5 separate regions of the Zea mays genome follow, and regions 1, 2, 4 and 5 are each linked to region 3. The links are chromatin contacts, called in public Hi-C maps. All regions are on one chromosome and are shown on one strand. Each heading gives the region's core, a stretch centred on a gene start, on an enhancer-like site or on the middle of the called end of the contact. The rest is flanking DNA. Distances are from core to core; before and after follow the strand shown. Region 1 holds the start of LOC103635820 (probable serine/threonine-protein kinase PBL23). Region 2 holds the start of LOC100191473. Region 3 holds the start of LOC100278747 (21.7 kDa class VI heat shock protein). Region 4 holds the start of LOC100280297. Region 5 has its middle 17 kb from the start of LOC100285601.

The links. A called contact is a pair of places that touch in the nucleus more often than the background predicts.
Region 1: a contact with region 3 is called in a Hi-C map of bundle sheath, with 2.4 times the contacts expected there. The contact joins the promoter of LOC103635820 here to the promoter of LOC100278747 in region 3. A contact is called at or near these places in 4 of 25 Hi-C or Micro-C datasets (bundle sheath, ear, leaf and 1 more).
Region 2: a contact with region 3 is called in a Hi-C map of tassel, with 5 times the contacts expected there. The contact joins the promoter of LOC100191473 here to the promoter of LOC100278747 in region 3. A contact is called at or near these places in 4 of 25 Hi-C or Micro-C datasets (bundle sheath, ear, leaf and 1 more).
Region 4: a Hi-C map of leaf shows a contact between it and region 3, with 2.9 times the contacts expected there. The contact joins the promoter of LOC100280297 here to the promoter of LOC100278747 in region 3. A contact is called at or near these places in 5 of 25 Hi-C or Micro-C datasets (ear, endosperm, leaf and 1 more).
Region 5: a contact with region 3 is called in a Hi-C map of ear, with 3 times the contacts expected there. The contact joins the enhancer-like site here to the promoter of LOC100278747 in region 3. A contact is called at or near these places in 3 of 25 Hi-C or Micro-C datasets (bundle sheath, ear and leaf).

Annotation. Positions count from the first base shown.
Region 1 is chr8:124,291,984-124,294,683 of Zm-B73-REFERENCE-NAM-5.0, forward strand. It overlaps LOC103635820 (probable serine/threonine-protein kinase PBL23), which reads right to left and starts at 1,447. Exons shown (of 5, transcript XM_008658199.4): 1 at 926-1,447; 2 at 612-793; 3 at 330-519; 4 at 1-200. The coding sequence starts at 1,307.
Region 2 is chr8:124,769,908-124,772,607 of Zm-B73-REFERENCE-NAM-5.0, forward strand. It overlaps LOC100191473, which reads left to right and starts at 1,398. Exons shown (of 7, transcript NM_001353503.1): 1 at 1,398-2,700. The coding sequence starts at 1,489.
Region 3 is chr8:124,546,305-124,549,004 of Zm-B73-REFERENCE-NAM-5.0, forward strand. It overlaps LOC100278747 (21.7 kDa class VI heat shock protein), which reads left to right and starts at 1,295. Exons shown (of 2, transcript NM_001151924.2): 1 at 1,295-1,767. The coding sequence starts at 1,449. LOC103635823 (a long non-coding RNA gene) reads right to left here and starts at 658. Exons shown (of 2, transcript XR_557645.4): 1 at 290-658; 2 at 1-104.
Region 4 is chr8:124,674,950-124,677,649 of Zm-B73-REFERENCE-NAM-5.0, forward strand. LOC100280297 reads left to right here and starts at 1,411. Exons shown (of 3, transcript NM_001153224.1): 1 at 1,411-1,867; 2 at 1,999-2,700. The coding sequence starts at 1,536.
Region 5 is chr8:124,747,977-124,750,676 of Zm-B73-REFERENCE-NAM-5.0, forward strand. No RefSeq gene overlaps it. Among protein-coding and RNA genes, the nearest start is that of LOC100285601, 17 kb to the right of the region's middle. Within about 2 kb of position 1,450, at least 20 of the 20 cell types and tissues checked have an H3K27ac peak or open chromatin away from gene starts, as enhancers often do. A contact at or near this core is called in bundle sheath, ear and leaf, where this site is marked.

The sequences.
Region 1 (2,700 bases), core at 197-2,696, 250 kb before region 3:
GCTCGGACCAAGCTTGGCCAGACCGAAGTCCGACAGCTTCGCGTTGAAGCTTGCGTCCAAGAGGATGTTGGATGCCTTGAGATCGCGGTAGATCACTGGCGGGTTGGCTACCTCGTGCAAGTACTCGATGCCTCTAGCTGCACCCACTGCGATCTTCATCCGTGTGTGCCAGGAAAGTGGCTGGGATTTCGGACTGAGATCTATATATATGTATATAGAATTAATTCAGATGGAACAATTTTTTTTTAAAAAAAAAACAGGTAAAAACAGTTCATGAGCATACAGGTATAGAAAAGATATTTGACGATTGAGAGTTTGTTTTGTATTACCGAGGAGATGGTCTTGCAGTGAACCGAGTGACATGTACTCGTACACTAGGATCCTCTGGTCACAGTCTGTGCTGTACCCGACCAAGGTGACTAGGTTTGGATGGTGCAGCAGGCTAAGCATCAGCACCTCGACGAGGAACTCACGGTTACCTTGCAGCCCATCTTTGTCGAGCTGCTTAACCGCTATGACCTGCATATTTAACATGTGTTTCTTCATGGCCTTATTAGTTTAAAAAAAAATTTAATGGAACGTGCACAAGGAATGAAATGCTCATTTATTACTTCCATGGTGTCTGGAATGCATCCCTTGTACACCCTCCCGAAGCCGCCCTCGCCCAGCAGGTTTTCTGGGCAGAAAGAGTTGGTGGCGTCCACCAGTTCACGGAACGTAAACACCCTGCTGGGGATGTTGTGGTTGCCGATCCGCAGTATCTCCCCTGCTGCTGCCCTGTGCTTGGGACTGTCTGCTGCATGTAAAAAGAGTTGCTGAGAAGCACGTCCCTTTTTCATGGAAAGCCTTGTCGATCGATCTGTTTCCGTCGTACGTACTAAGCAGAATCTCAGGGTGAAATTTAAGAAAGAAAATTTCTTCTTACTCGAGAGCGAGATCTCCTCCACTAGGGCTGCCAGCCCGTTCTGCTCATTCTTCGTCTTCTTTTTCTTCCGCGCCTTCTTCGTCCACTTGCACTTCTGCGGCTCGGGGATCGTCGCCGCCGTGTTCGTCCTCTTCTTCTTCGCCTCCGACGTCAGGGGCTCCTCCGCCTCTCGCACCGCTCCGCCGCACAAGCCACGGGCCAACTTCCTCTTCGCCTTCCTCTCCGCGTCCGACGCCTCCTGCTGCGCGGCCGCCTTATTGCTCGTCGTCGTCCTGCCGCCGCAGACGGAGCGGATCCACGAGCAGCAGCACGCGCACCTTAGTAGGTTGCAGCTCAGGATGTTCTTGCAGCCGCATCTGTTGGCGGAGCTCAGCAGCCCCATGGAAATTGCCGGATCGACGCGAGAGTGGGCGAGCACCCTCGTGCCGATCCCTGCATGCAAACGAACAACAGCAAGGGGTCCTCCCCCCTTGTCTCTTTGGTTCTCTCGTTCTCTCGTTCTCTGGCCAAGAAGCCATTTTTTCGTCCGCTCGTTTTCCCTCTTTTTAATCGCTGTTGGTTTTAGTAACTGTCTTACCGCGCCCCGATCTTTCGCATGAGAAATAGGAGTCTGTTTTCACCCATTGGCTGGGATGTGCTCATGTGCTCAACCATGCATGCATGATGCATATGGGTGTTATGCTTCGGTTGGGAAGAAGCATATATAGGATGAAACCATCAGCAGCGCTGCGTACAATACCTGTCTTTGATCAACACTGTGTTTGCTGAACCGCTGTAGAACTAACTGTTCAGAGTCACTGCTGCTAGCTGGACTGGACAACAACAGTGGAACTGCTCAGAGCTGTTGTAAATTGAAGGGGCAGCAATGCGTTAATTGAGGAAAGCAAACGGCGTAAAAGGACAGCAATATGCTACCTGAATCATCCAAACAAAATCAGTTGATCATTACATTGTAACAAATAGCGTCGTTTTTCTTTACGTTACCATTATCTCATTGTGTTTGCTGAGCCAAACGCCACCAATATGGAGGCCCGCCCCTCTCATTTCTCTATATAAAAGTCTTACGAACATACAATTAAATAAATTATCGTTTTATGCACAAAAATAACTTTTATTAGATACAATAAAATCCTTTAATGTTTATAAGTCAAACACATATATACTTGTACTTGATATCAAGTTGAAAAGTTTTTTCCTGACATTTTACACTTGATATCACTTAGTGTCGGGTAAGGTAAGAGTTTGGGACAAAAATTAGACTTTAGAATATATACTAGAGCAATGGCTTCGAGCTCCGGCTCTCCAACTTCTTTAAAGAGAAACTCAATCCTCAATATTAGACCACTCACCCCAAGGAAAAGGCTCCAATTCGGATGGTGGATCTTGACTTATCTAGGAATCTGTTCGACTCCTATTCTTCCTTATCGAGGTTGATCTCTTCCTTCTCGGGCCTTGGTGTTACCATCCGAGTTGGGGTCATATAGTTAAGACAGATTAGGTAAACCAAATAGCTTAGTAGGTAGAATAGATAGCTTAATAGGTGGCTTAATATAAATGAGAGTAGGTAGAATCAGGTTTAGTTGTTTTCCTTCCAGGTTGGGCTAGATAGGTCATACAACCCATGATATAGGTTAGGTTGTTGTTTATGGATAGGTCTAAGTCACTAATTTAGGTTAAAATATGTTTATAGGGTCTAATTTATTGCACCAGTATTAACTAAACTGATTAAGTAACTCACCTCAGATTAAATCGGATCAAATTAGATGGATTCTAGA
Region 2 (2,700 bases), core at 148-2,647, 220 kb after region 3:
GAAACGAACAGGTTTAATGGAAGCACAGAGAGAAGTAGTAGACGACAGGATGTGCCCACCAACAACCATGGCGGTGACAGGCAAGGGTCTGTTATGGCAGGTGGCAGGTAAAGGATGCAGGGATCGGACTCCCCTTCAGTTCTTCAACCAGTTCTTCAACCATGGTTAATAGTCCATGCAAAGGACTGCTTCGTTTCAACCGCACGCAAAACAAAGCTGAAGCTATCAGTTTAGCGTACTGGATGGAAGGCCAAACTCGTCCTCATCGCCACCTGTAGCTGTCAAGCCAAGGACATCTTTGCCTTTCGATGATCAGTAGTAACACATACTCCCTTCGGTGCAATAAAAGAAGTCATCCTGCGCGTAGGTCTGGGATTTAGACGTTGTTGCCCCTAGTAATTGCACAAAAAAAGATGCATTTAAGAATCGAACTTGAGACCTCCAGTCTAGAATGCCTTGGAGCTGCTGCAGCAACCAATCAAGCCTAATTGTTTTAGTGACGTTAATGCACCCATATTCCTATTTAATAGGGGCAAACAGGGAAAACTCTATGATAATTAATCACTCCTTGGTATGCACAATCAAGTCCTAAACGACTACCTTTACTGCACTGGAGGGAGTACACAGCAGCAGGACACGAGGAGATTTTAAGGCTCTCGCTGTTTCCCCAGGAGGACCGATCGAGGCCGTCCGTCCTTGGCACCTTGCAGTTGTTCGATGCGTCGGCTCGGACCGGCGTGCAGGAGGGCGATCATTCCATTCCATTCCAGCCATGTGTCCCCCCATCCTATCCTCTGACGTATCTTTGTTGTAAAGCGGCAGCCTCCATCAATGATGCCCGCCGCAGGCAAAGGAGAACCCGTGCCGCCGGCGGATTGGCTGCTGCTGGACCGGCGGTTGCCCGGTCCCTCGGCGCCCCCAAAAGACCGGGGGCCACGCAAGGCGAGTTGACGCGTGCATGGATCATGGATGTGACGACCTTCGTCTTCCCCGGCCTGTGGGGTGTGGCTTCGCCCTCAAGCCTGTCTCTGCATCCATCATTCGCGACGGATTTCTAGCGCAACAGAGCACACCTAAGACTTCAAAGTTCAAAACTACGTAGTTCAAAAGCAATGGGCCCTGTTCTCTCTCTCTCTCTTTTTGGTCGTCCAAGGGAATGGCCCAGTTATGGGAAGAGCCGACGTCGTGACATGGAAAGAAAGTTGTATCAATGTATGGCCCAGATTGAGCTAAAGAGGCCAGATATAATGCTACCGAAACTCGACCAGCCCATCGCAGCCCGGCTTACACTTAAGCCGACGGGTCTGTTCGTATGGGCCTGATCCGAAGCCCAGATCTACCACTAAAACTGCAGTGTCCGTCCCAATGGCAATGACGGACTGACCAGACGCCTGACCACGACACGAGCCAACCATACGGGTGCTGTCATCTTGTCCACCCCGTGCGACTGCGAGCTCGTTGCTCCGCTAGTTCACTCGCCGCGACGCGATGGTTCTGACTCTGCTGCTGCTTCTGCTTCTCCCCGCGGCTTCCCGCGCCAGGGACACCATCACGCCGGGCCAGCCGCTGCGGGGAAACGACACGCTCGTATCGTCCGGCGCCGGCAGCTTCGTGCTCGGCTTCTTCTCCCCGCCGGGCTCCAACAGCACCTACGTCGGGATCTGGTACGCCAAGGTGCCCGTCCGCACCGTCGTCTGGGTGGCCAACCGCGCCGCCCCCGTGCGCGGCGCGGCGAGCGAGAGCGCCGGCGCCACGCTCTCCGTGTCCAGCGAGTGCGCGCTCGCCGTGGCGGACGCCAACGCCACGGTGGTGTGGCGGTCGTTGTCGTCGTCTTCCCCGCGGCCGTGCGCGGCGCGGATCCAGGACGACGGCAACCTGGTGGTGTCGGACCAGCGCGGGCGGGTGGTGTGGCAGGGGTTCGACCACCCCACCGACACGCTGCTCCCGGGGATGCGGCTCGGGGTGGACTTCGCGGCGGGGGCGAACATGACGCTGACGGCGTGGGCGAGCCCCTCCGACCCGTCGCCGAGCCCCGTGGTGGCGGCCATGGACACGTCGGGCGACCCGGAGGTGTTCATCTGGAACGGGCCGGCCAAGGTGTGGCGGTCGGGGCCCTGGGACGGCGTGCAGTTCACGGGAGTCCCGGACACCGTCACCTACAAGGGCATGGGCTTCAGCTTCCGCTTCGTCAACGACGGGCGCGAGGCCACCTACAGCTTCCAGGTCCGGGACGCGGGCATCGTCTCGAGGCTGGTGCTCAACAGCACGGGCGTCGGCGGCGGGCTGATGCAGAGGTGGACGTGGCTGGATGTCGCCGGCGCGTGGGCCCTCTACTGGTACGCGCCCAAGGACCAGTGCGACGCCTTGTCCCCGTGCGGGCCCAACGGGGTGTGCGACACCAACAAGGTCCCGGCCTGCTCCTGCCTCCCCGGGTTCACGCCGCGGTCCCCGGCGTCGTGGGCGATGCGGGACGGGCGGGACGGCTGCGTCCGGGCCACGCCGCTGGACTGCGCCAACCGCACCGACGGCTTCCTGGTGCTGCCGCACGCCAAGGTGCCCGACGCGACGCGGGCGGTGGTGGACTTCAACTCCAGCCTGGAGCAGTGCCGGCAGCGGTGCCTGAGGAACTGCTCCTGCACGGCGTACGCCAGCGCCAACCTCACCGCCGCGCCGGGGCGCCGCGGCTGCGTGATGTGGACC
Region 3 (2,700 bases), core at 45-2,544:
AAAATACAATAAACTTGATTAAAAATATAAAAGTACCTAATTAGAGACGATTTGGTCCTTCTCCGTCTCTATAACTTCATCAACATTAGCACGTGAATTTTAACCTACACATTAAAGGTTCAATATTTGTATAAAATAAGAGATACAACATGACAATATAACTAATGATTGCAAAAATATATAAGTGAGTCAAACTACTATCAGTCATAGAAACATTTAACAATCTAGTATTTACCTCGTTGTTCACTAGTAATTAGTAAAAAAAATTGAGAAAATGAGAAGCCCTTACACGCTGGCCTGAAACCTGGAAGCCTGGAACTGGAATAGTGAAACAGCAGTACAGCACGCTGGCGGCTGGACGGCTGGTCACTGGGCCTGCGCGAGTGGTCGAGTGTAGTGGGCGTCGGCGTGTGCGCGTCGCTGGCCTGGCCGGTGGCCGGTGGTCGACTGGCCGCTGCCCGCTGCTCGTGCCCTGCCCCTGGCGCGGTGGCGCCTGGCGGCTACGCGCTCGATGCGCCTACCGCCCCTACCTGCGGGCTGCGGCTGGCCGGCTGCAGACTGCGCTGCGCCGCTGTGGTACTGCTGCAGTGCTGCTAGCCTGCTCTGCTCGTCTGCTAGCGCCCCTGCGGGTTGCGGCTGGCGGCTGGTGCCCTCGCACGGTGACAGACACGACGCTGGATGCAGAAAACAGATAGAAGCCTGTTAGAGTTTTTTATGGGCCAAAATGTCTACTACCTATATAAAATTGTTTTTGGCTACGACCCGGGCCACAGCCCAGGTGGTCCAGACCCAATATCCGCCTCTGGTTATAAGGTTTATTATAATTTCAAATTTTATTCCTATACTTGTACTGTCAATGTTGCATAGGCGTTGGCTCGCCATTGTTGATTAGAGTTTTATATGATGGTTGCCAACTGTTGGCGTAAAAATATAGCCACATATCATAGCGTTAGATCGTGGGGCTCGTAGATTGGTGAACTATCAGTCGATTTTCATGATAAAGAACATTGGAGGTTGTTGCTTGATATCTTGTCACTATGAATAGACCAAAAACAATAGTTAATGTTGTTTAGTATTTTTTTTTAGTTAGTTTATGTCATACTTCCGCCCTTTTATTTGTTCAGCTGGTTAGGTAAAAGCTTTTGTAAAAACTTGGCTTTGTGAATTCCATTTCTGAAAATGTAGCGCATTGAGAAATTGATAAGGGATTACAAATGGACCGGGCAAGAATCTGTTCACACTTTAGCAGCCCAGTATGTCCAGTATATATGTGGCGAAAATAAGAAAAGGCGGGAATCATCGATGGCATAGCCAGCGAACGGCAGACGGAATCGCGCCTCCCATCCTCTGCTTTCCCCAAAGGCCAGCTCCACCGCGGCGGCGCCGCTCCTATAAACCGTCAGTTCCCTCTAGGCGCGCTTTCCCCGCGGCAGCCTGAGCAGCCAGCCATGCCGGGGCGGCGGGCGATCGAGGTCCGGCAGCTGCTGCCGGCCGGCGGTGACGCCGCGACGCCGAGGTGGCGCATGTCGCTGCTGGAGAACACGTTCAGCGGGTTCGTGCAGGGCGCCGGCGCCGAAGCCGTGTTCGCGGATGGGTCCCTGTTCAGCCCGTTCCTGTTCGGCAAGTTCTTTGACCCAGCCGACCCGTTCCCGCTGTGGGAGTTCGAGCCGGACGTGCTGCTCGCCGCGCTGCGCCGCGGCAACGCCAGGACCGCCGTCGACTGGGCCGAGACCGACTCCGAGTACTACCTCACAGCCTACGTGCCAGGTACGATCGCTGCTACTGCTAGCTCCATGCTTTCCACATGGCTGTGCACATTGTTCATGGATTAACGGATATGCTTGTACAAGACGCGAAATAATGGTTTATGGTTTTAGAACACTCAGCAGAAAGAAACATCAACATTTAATATTCCTCTGAAATGTTCAGATTGCAAATTGATATGAGATTATTTCCATTCAGCGGTTGTAGATTAGATTTAGAACTCTGTGACAATATGCTTCCGTGTAGTTGCTAGTATCTGTGAATTTTGATGCTGCGTGTTCCGCTTCCACCAGCTAATGCGTTACTGAGCGAGCCGGCGTGACAGTAAAATCGCATTGGCAGTGTGCCGTCCATCCATCCATCCTTCAGTATTCAAATGCTATGCTTTACAGCTTTCCAGATAGATATTTTGCAACTAGCGGTTGCTATTGCTAGAGCCCAGAAAGAGAGGGTGAAAGCAACAATAAGGCCCCCTTTGGCAGGGCTCTCTCGGTGGCTCTTTTTGTGGCTCTTCGTGAAGCCGTACCAAACGGTCTTAAAAAAACGGCTCCTCACCGAGAGCCATCAAAGAGCCAGAGCCGTTTTGCTATTGGGAGCCGAAGCACGAGAAAACAGGCTTCTAACGGCTCCTTCTATCCGGCACACAATAATGTTTCACGAAATTACAGTCTCTGCCACCGTCTCCACGTGAGAAGCTGTTTTACCAAATGAATTACAAAACGGCTCTGGCTCCTCTATAGAAGCCAAGAAGCCAGAAGAGCCAGAGCCGAAGCTGTTAGAAACCCTGCCAAAGGGGGCCTAAGTCATGTGTATCATCCTCTTCCCCACTACCTTCCTTTTGCTTTATCGTTTACAGAAACGTTAGAACACTGCTTTTTTGCGCAAGAATTATTCGTTGCGTTTGCGTGTGGCACACCGCAGTCCACATCGATCATC
Region 4 (2,700 bases), core at 161-2,660, 130 kb after region 3:
AACCCACCAAGCGAGAGGTTTGCAGGATCCGTCCTCTCGGTACCGTTACCTTGTATCAGCACCGATGCATCGCATCCCTGCGATCAAGAAAATCTCGGCACTCTTTAACATGAGCCATAAACGAAAAATCTGTAAAAAAAACAAATAAGTGACAAAGACAAAAGGTATTATTAAAAAACACCTACCATAGGGTTCAAACCCACAACCACAATGTTAAGAGCCTTATTTTTACCAACTAAGCTAGACCAGCTTTGTGTATAGAAGTGAACTCGGCGCCAAGATCTATGGCGCCGAGCTCGGTGCCACGTCGACGCCACGGCATCCGTTTGTGCCAACGCAACACGTACCTCGGCATCATAGCCTATGGCGCCAAGCTGTGTTACCTCGGCGCCATAGGCTATGGCGCCGAGCAAAGGGTCAAAAATGACATTAAAATTTTCTAAGGTCCAAACGTGAATTTTTTTCCGAGGGAGGGTCAAAAAGCAAAAAATTTGGTCGCCTGTAGAAGGCAGAAGCCAGCAGCGAAGACCGTAGAAGGCAGAAGCCAGATGCATGCCGTTGCCTGGCCAATAGTGGGTGCTAGAGCAGCCGAGCAGCCCACCGGAATCTCCAAAATTGATAAATAACAAATGCTAATGACTAAACCTAATTAGTATTACTAATGGGCGAGATATTTGGCCCCCAAAAAATGGAGGCCCTATTCGGGCGTACAGGGTGTATATGCGTGTGCACGGCCCTGATGTAACGTATATGTATTTGGACATAATCTGGATAAATAGAGACCCTACTGATCTTGGGGACATGAGCAGTCGCATACCCTGCATACCCTCAGAGCCGGTTCTGATGGAGTCTATGGCAGTTCTTGCCACTCTCCGTCGATATCGATCTTCTTCTTCTTCTCATGATCACACACAGATCAGATCACGCAGATCGTGTGTCTGAATCGCGCCGGAACCGAACGGTTTCGCTACTTGTTGGGGCCCTGCACGTCATTTACGTGACTCATCATCATAGAAACCACGCCTTCTTCCGTGCGCGTCGAACCAACACACGTCCATCAGCTTCATCACATATTGTCGTCATAATTAATTATTAAAAGCACTTCTTGGTCAGTACACACAGTACGTGGGAGTGAGTGAGTGAGTGATTTCTTTTTCCGAAACAAACACACGCTCTGTAATGCACATTATCCAGAATATAATCTCGGGGGGGGGGGGGGGGGGGGGGGGGGGTTGGCCCAAAGCGATATATATATATATATATTCCATTTGGTACGCACGGGGACAGGCGCTACGAGACACGAACAGCGGCAGCACGGAGCAGAGACGACGAGCCCGAGCCCCCGGCCCTGCCGCTGCCCATCTATAAATATCGCGCACCCACACCTCGCTCCTGTCACACAAGAACACACGCGAGCTCCAGATCGCACTTGCCAGCCTTGAGCCACTAATCACCTGGCAGCACTCTACACGGCGAGAGGGAATCGAGGAGAGCTTACGAGGTAGTTAGTAGCTACAAGACACAGCACCATAGGCATGCCGGAGGCGCCGGTCGTCACAATGCGAGACACGGCGGCGGCGGCGCCGCCCGCGACTCACCGCGACCTGCTCGAGTACATCGAGCGCGTGACGGCGGGGGCGGCCCAGGTGCAGCGCCGCGTCCTGTCGGAGATCCTGGCGCAGAACGCGCCGGCGGAGTACCTGCGGCGGCTGGGCGTCTCGGGCGCCGCGCCGGGCGCCGTGGAGGCGTTCCGCCGCGCCGCGCCGCTCGTCACCTACGAGGACATCCTGCCCGACGTGCTGCGCATCGCCAACGGGGACACGTCGCCCATCCTCTCCGGCAAGCCCATCCGCGAGTTCCTCACCAGGTGAGCCAGCCTGCCTGCCCCGTGCCGTGTGAGGAGGTCTGTAGTGTGTGTATGTGCATGTCGACGTCGCACGCGCGCGTGAAGAGTGATAGTAATAATGGCCGTACCCGTACGTGCGATGATGGTGGCAGCTCCGGCACGTCCGGAGGGGAGCGCAAGCTGATGCCGGCGATAGCCGACGAGATGGACCGGCGGTCGCTGCTGTACAGCCTGCTGATGCCGGTGATGAGCCAGGCCGTGCCGGGGCTGGACAGGGGCAGGTGCATGTACCTCTACTTCGTGAAGGCGGAGTCGCGCACGCCGGGCGGCCACCCGGCGCGCCCCGTGCTGACGAGCTTCTACCGGAGCCGCCACTTCCTGGAGCGCCCGCACGACCCCTACACCGTGCACACCAGCCCCGACGAGGCCGTCCTCTGCGTGGACGCGTACCAGAGCATGTACGCGCAGCTGCTGTGCGGCCTGGTGCACCGCGCCGACGTGCTCCGCGTGGGCGCCGTCTTCGCGTCGGGCTTCCTCCGCGCCATCCGCTTCCTGGAGAAGCACTGGCAGCGCCTGTGCCGGGACCTCCGCAGGGGCGCGCTCGGTGCCGAGGTGACCGACCGCTCCGTGCGCGCCGCCGTGGCGCGGGTGCTCCGCGCCGACCCGGCGCTCGCCGACGCCGTCGAGGCCGAGTGCGCCAGGCCGTCGTGGCAGGGGATCATCCGGAGGGTGTGGCCCGGCACCAAGTACATCGACGTCATCGTCACCGGCGCCATGGCGCAGTACATCCCCACGCTCGAGTTCTACGGCGGCGGGCTGCCGCTCACCTGCACCATGTACGCGTCCTCCGAGAG
Region 5 (2,700 bases), core at 200-2,699, 200 kb after region 3:
CGTCGAGCCGCTGGGGGGTCTGGTCCGGATCGGTCCGCCACCTCCTTGTCGAGCCGTCAGGGGATCTGGTCACCGTGGGATGCCGCCCTCGCTGGATCGACCCGCCACCTCCTCGTTGAGCTACCTAGGGTGACTGGCTGCGCCTGCCATCGTCGGGTATACATGTATAGGAAGCACAAAGCCCGAAAGGCCGACTCGAAGCCCATTTTTGTGGCCTGGTAAGAGCCTGACCATGCCCGCTTTATACGGGCTCAGGCACATCAGTTACGAATAAGCGGACCATGTCCGGACAGAAAAATGAGCCCGACGTGTTGGCCTGACCCGTTTAATGCTAGGGTCACATAGCCTGCCTTTTGGTCCGTTTAGCCCACTTTTTGGCCCATTTAGCCCACTTTTTTCGTGCTCGGCTTGACTCGTTTAGGACCGTACCGTGCCCCGCCCATGCAAGAAAATGGACCCACGGGCTTGGAAGGTCTGGCCCAGTTTTCCAACCGTGTCTGGCGGGCCGGGACCAAATTGGCTCGGACGACTCGTTTGTACACGTATACCGTAGGGGGCTCAGCTCAGGCTCGCCACTGGTCACTGCACGCTCGCCCGTGCTACAGTTGTGCCTGCCTTACCGCGACACCGTTGTAGCTCACAGTCGTGGTTCTTGCCCTATATAGATAGCATGCGTACAAGTTACAAGTCGGTCATTGTTCGGCTGCCCTGCAACCGCAATTAATGCAGCTGTAATCCATATAGACAAAATATTATAGAAGTCGCATCCGAAGTCGGATTAAAGCCACAGCAAACCATAGCGAACAAGCCGAAACTCCGACAATATCAACACATACAAGGTCACGCACGATCCTACGACCCCTTTTGAAGTGCCCGTTCGTTTTAATATATGGATTGGAGAGGGTTGGATGCGTTTAGAGGGGGATTGAGTGGTATTTCACGATCGCCTTATTTCTGACTCCAGATATATACGTGCAGATATATATTCCTTAATCATGCATGCACACCTGCAGGGGTGGTGGGTCACAGCAGAGGTAGCCGTGCACGCACGTGCAGGAGGGGGAACATGTGGGGTCTAGGCCTGCTCATCATCCCAGCAACCATGCACGGGCGGTAGGGAGAAGAGCGCAGTGTCGTCGTTAGGTGATGCACGCACGCATGTCGTCGTCGTTCCCGTTTGTCGCGAACCAACGTCCAGCAAAGCCCTGCCCATGCATGTCCGCGGTTCACCCTTCCAAAGTTCCAATCTCCGGTCCGCCGTGTCCATCAGCAGCTGCAGCTGCATGCATCGATCGGACCACCCTCCTCGCTACAGGTGCATATACGTACGCACAGGCACAGTTCAGTCGACACGTTCCTCCGCCGCATCCAACGACGACAGTGCACGCGCGCGTGCTGCTAGCTAGCTAGCTCCACCGTACGTACGTGCACCAGCAGTGGTCGCCTACACAGCCCTACATCTGCATGTGCTTGGCGCGTCGCTGTAGTGCACAGAGCAGAGCAGAGGTGGTGGTAGGACTTGCTGTCGCGAGTCGCGTCGCGACGCACGGATAGATGCTTGCCGGCAAGCGGTGTCGCCGCGTAGCCCGAGGAAACGAGAGGGGAGCTAGCTATAGCGCGCCCCGTGCGACGGCGACGGCGACGCGCACGCGCCGGGGGACATTCCGATCTCGCCTGGGGATTCCCGGCCGTCGCTGGGTCGCCACAGCCCTCTACTAGTAGCCCGGGCGGCACGCGGCTGCCGCCGTTTTGCACGCGCGCGGTCTGATCGATGATGGGGATGGCCGGCCTGCAGCCCAGCGACTGCACTGCACTGCACTGCACCGGCGTTTTCTTCAGGCCGGCAGACAGCAGGCGCTACTGCTACTGTTGTTTCCGTCTCGTGTAATAAATTTCAGTGTGACAGGGCGCGACGCTGTGCTGTGCGTCCGGACTCCGGATGGAGGCACGCACAGCGGGCTAGTTTGTCGGGCTACGGCCTGTAGGCCGCGGCCAAAGTCGTCGGCCGGGCCTCGAGACGTCGCACGTCAAGTTGGGCCCAAAACATTCGACCCAGTTCGTCAATGCCGAACAGTCCGGCTGAACTGACCTGAGGTGACGGTAGATTGTTTCGTTCACCACCCCATTCATCATTTCGGATGAGGCCAATCATCCTGCCTGCCCTTCCGGCGGTGAACAGAGAGGTCCTTTCGAACATTTCCTTTCCTTATCTTTAATGCAGGACAGAAACGACACATATGAGTGTATCCACGTCAGCTCAAAACTTCATAGTCGTTGGATCGTCGTTGGTTCATTTTCCCTCGCTTGATTTCCCGTGCCCTCCTCGTTCTCGTCACCTCTGGAGACTTCCACACGCGGCTTAAGCTCCTCGTCACCCCTCGGCTCTCGTCCTCGGAGAACGCGCGCTCGTCTGACGGCGGAGATGGCGCTGCAGCACCTCGTCATGGACCAGAACAACTAAGCCTCGGACGACGCCTCGTGGTCCAACCCCCTCAAATCCCTCACCGACGCCTTCCTCGGGCAAGTCCTCCAAGATGCAGCCTCAAGTAAGCCTCCGTAGCCACCTCAGTGTCGTCATCAGTTCAGCAGTCTCAAGCCTAGAGGATTAGCCGATGCCGCGGTGGCTTGGATCGTACCGCTTAGTCTCAGTGGTGGTTGTGGATTCACGGAGCGATTGAACTGAACTGGCCCTGCTGTTTA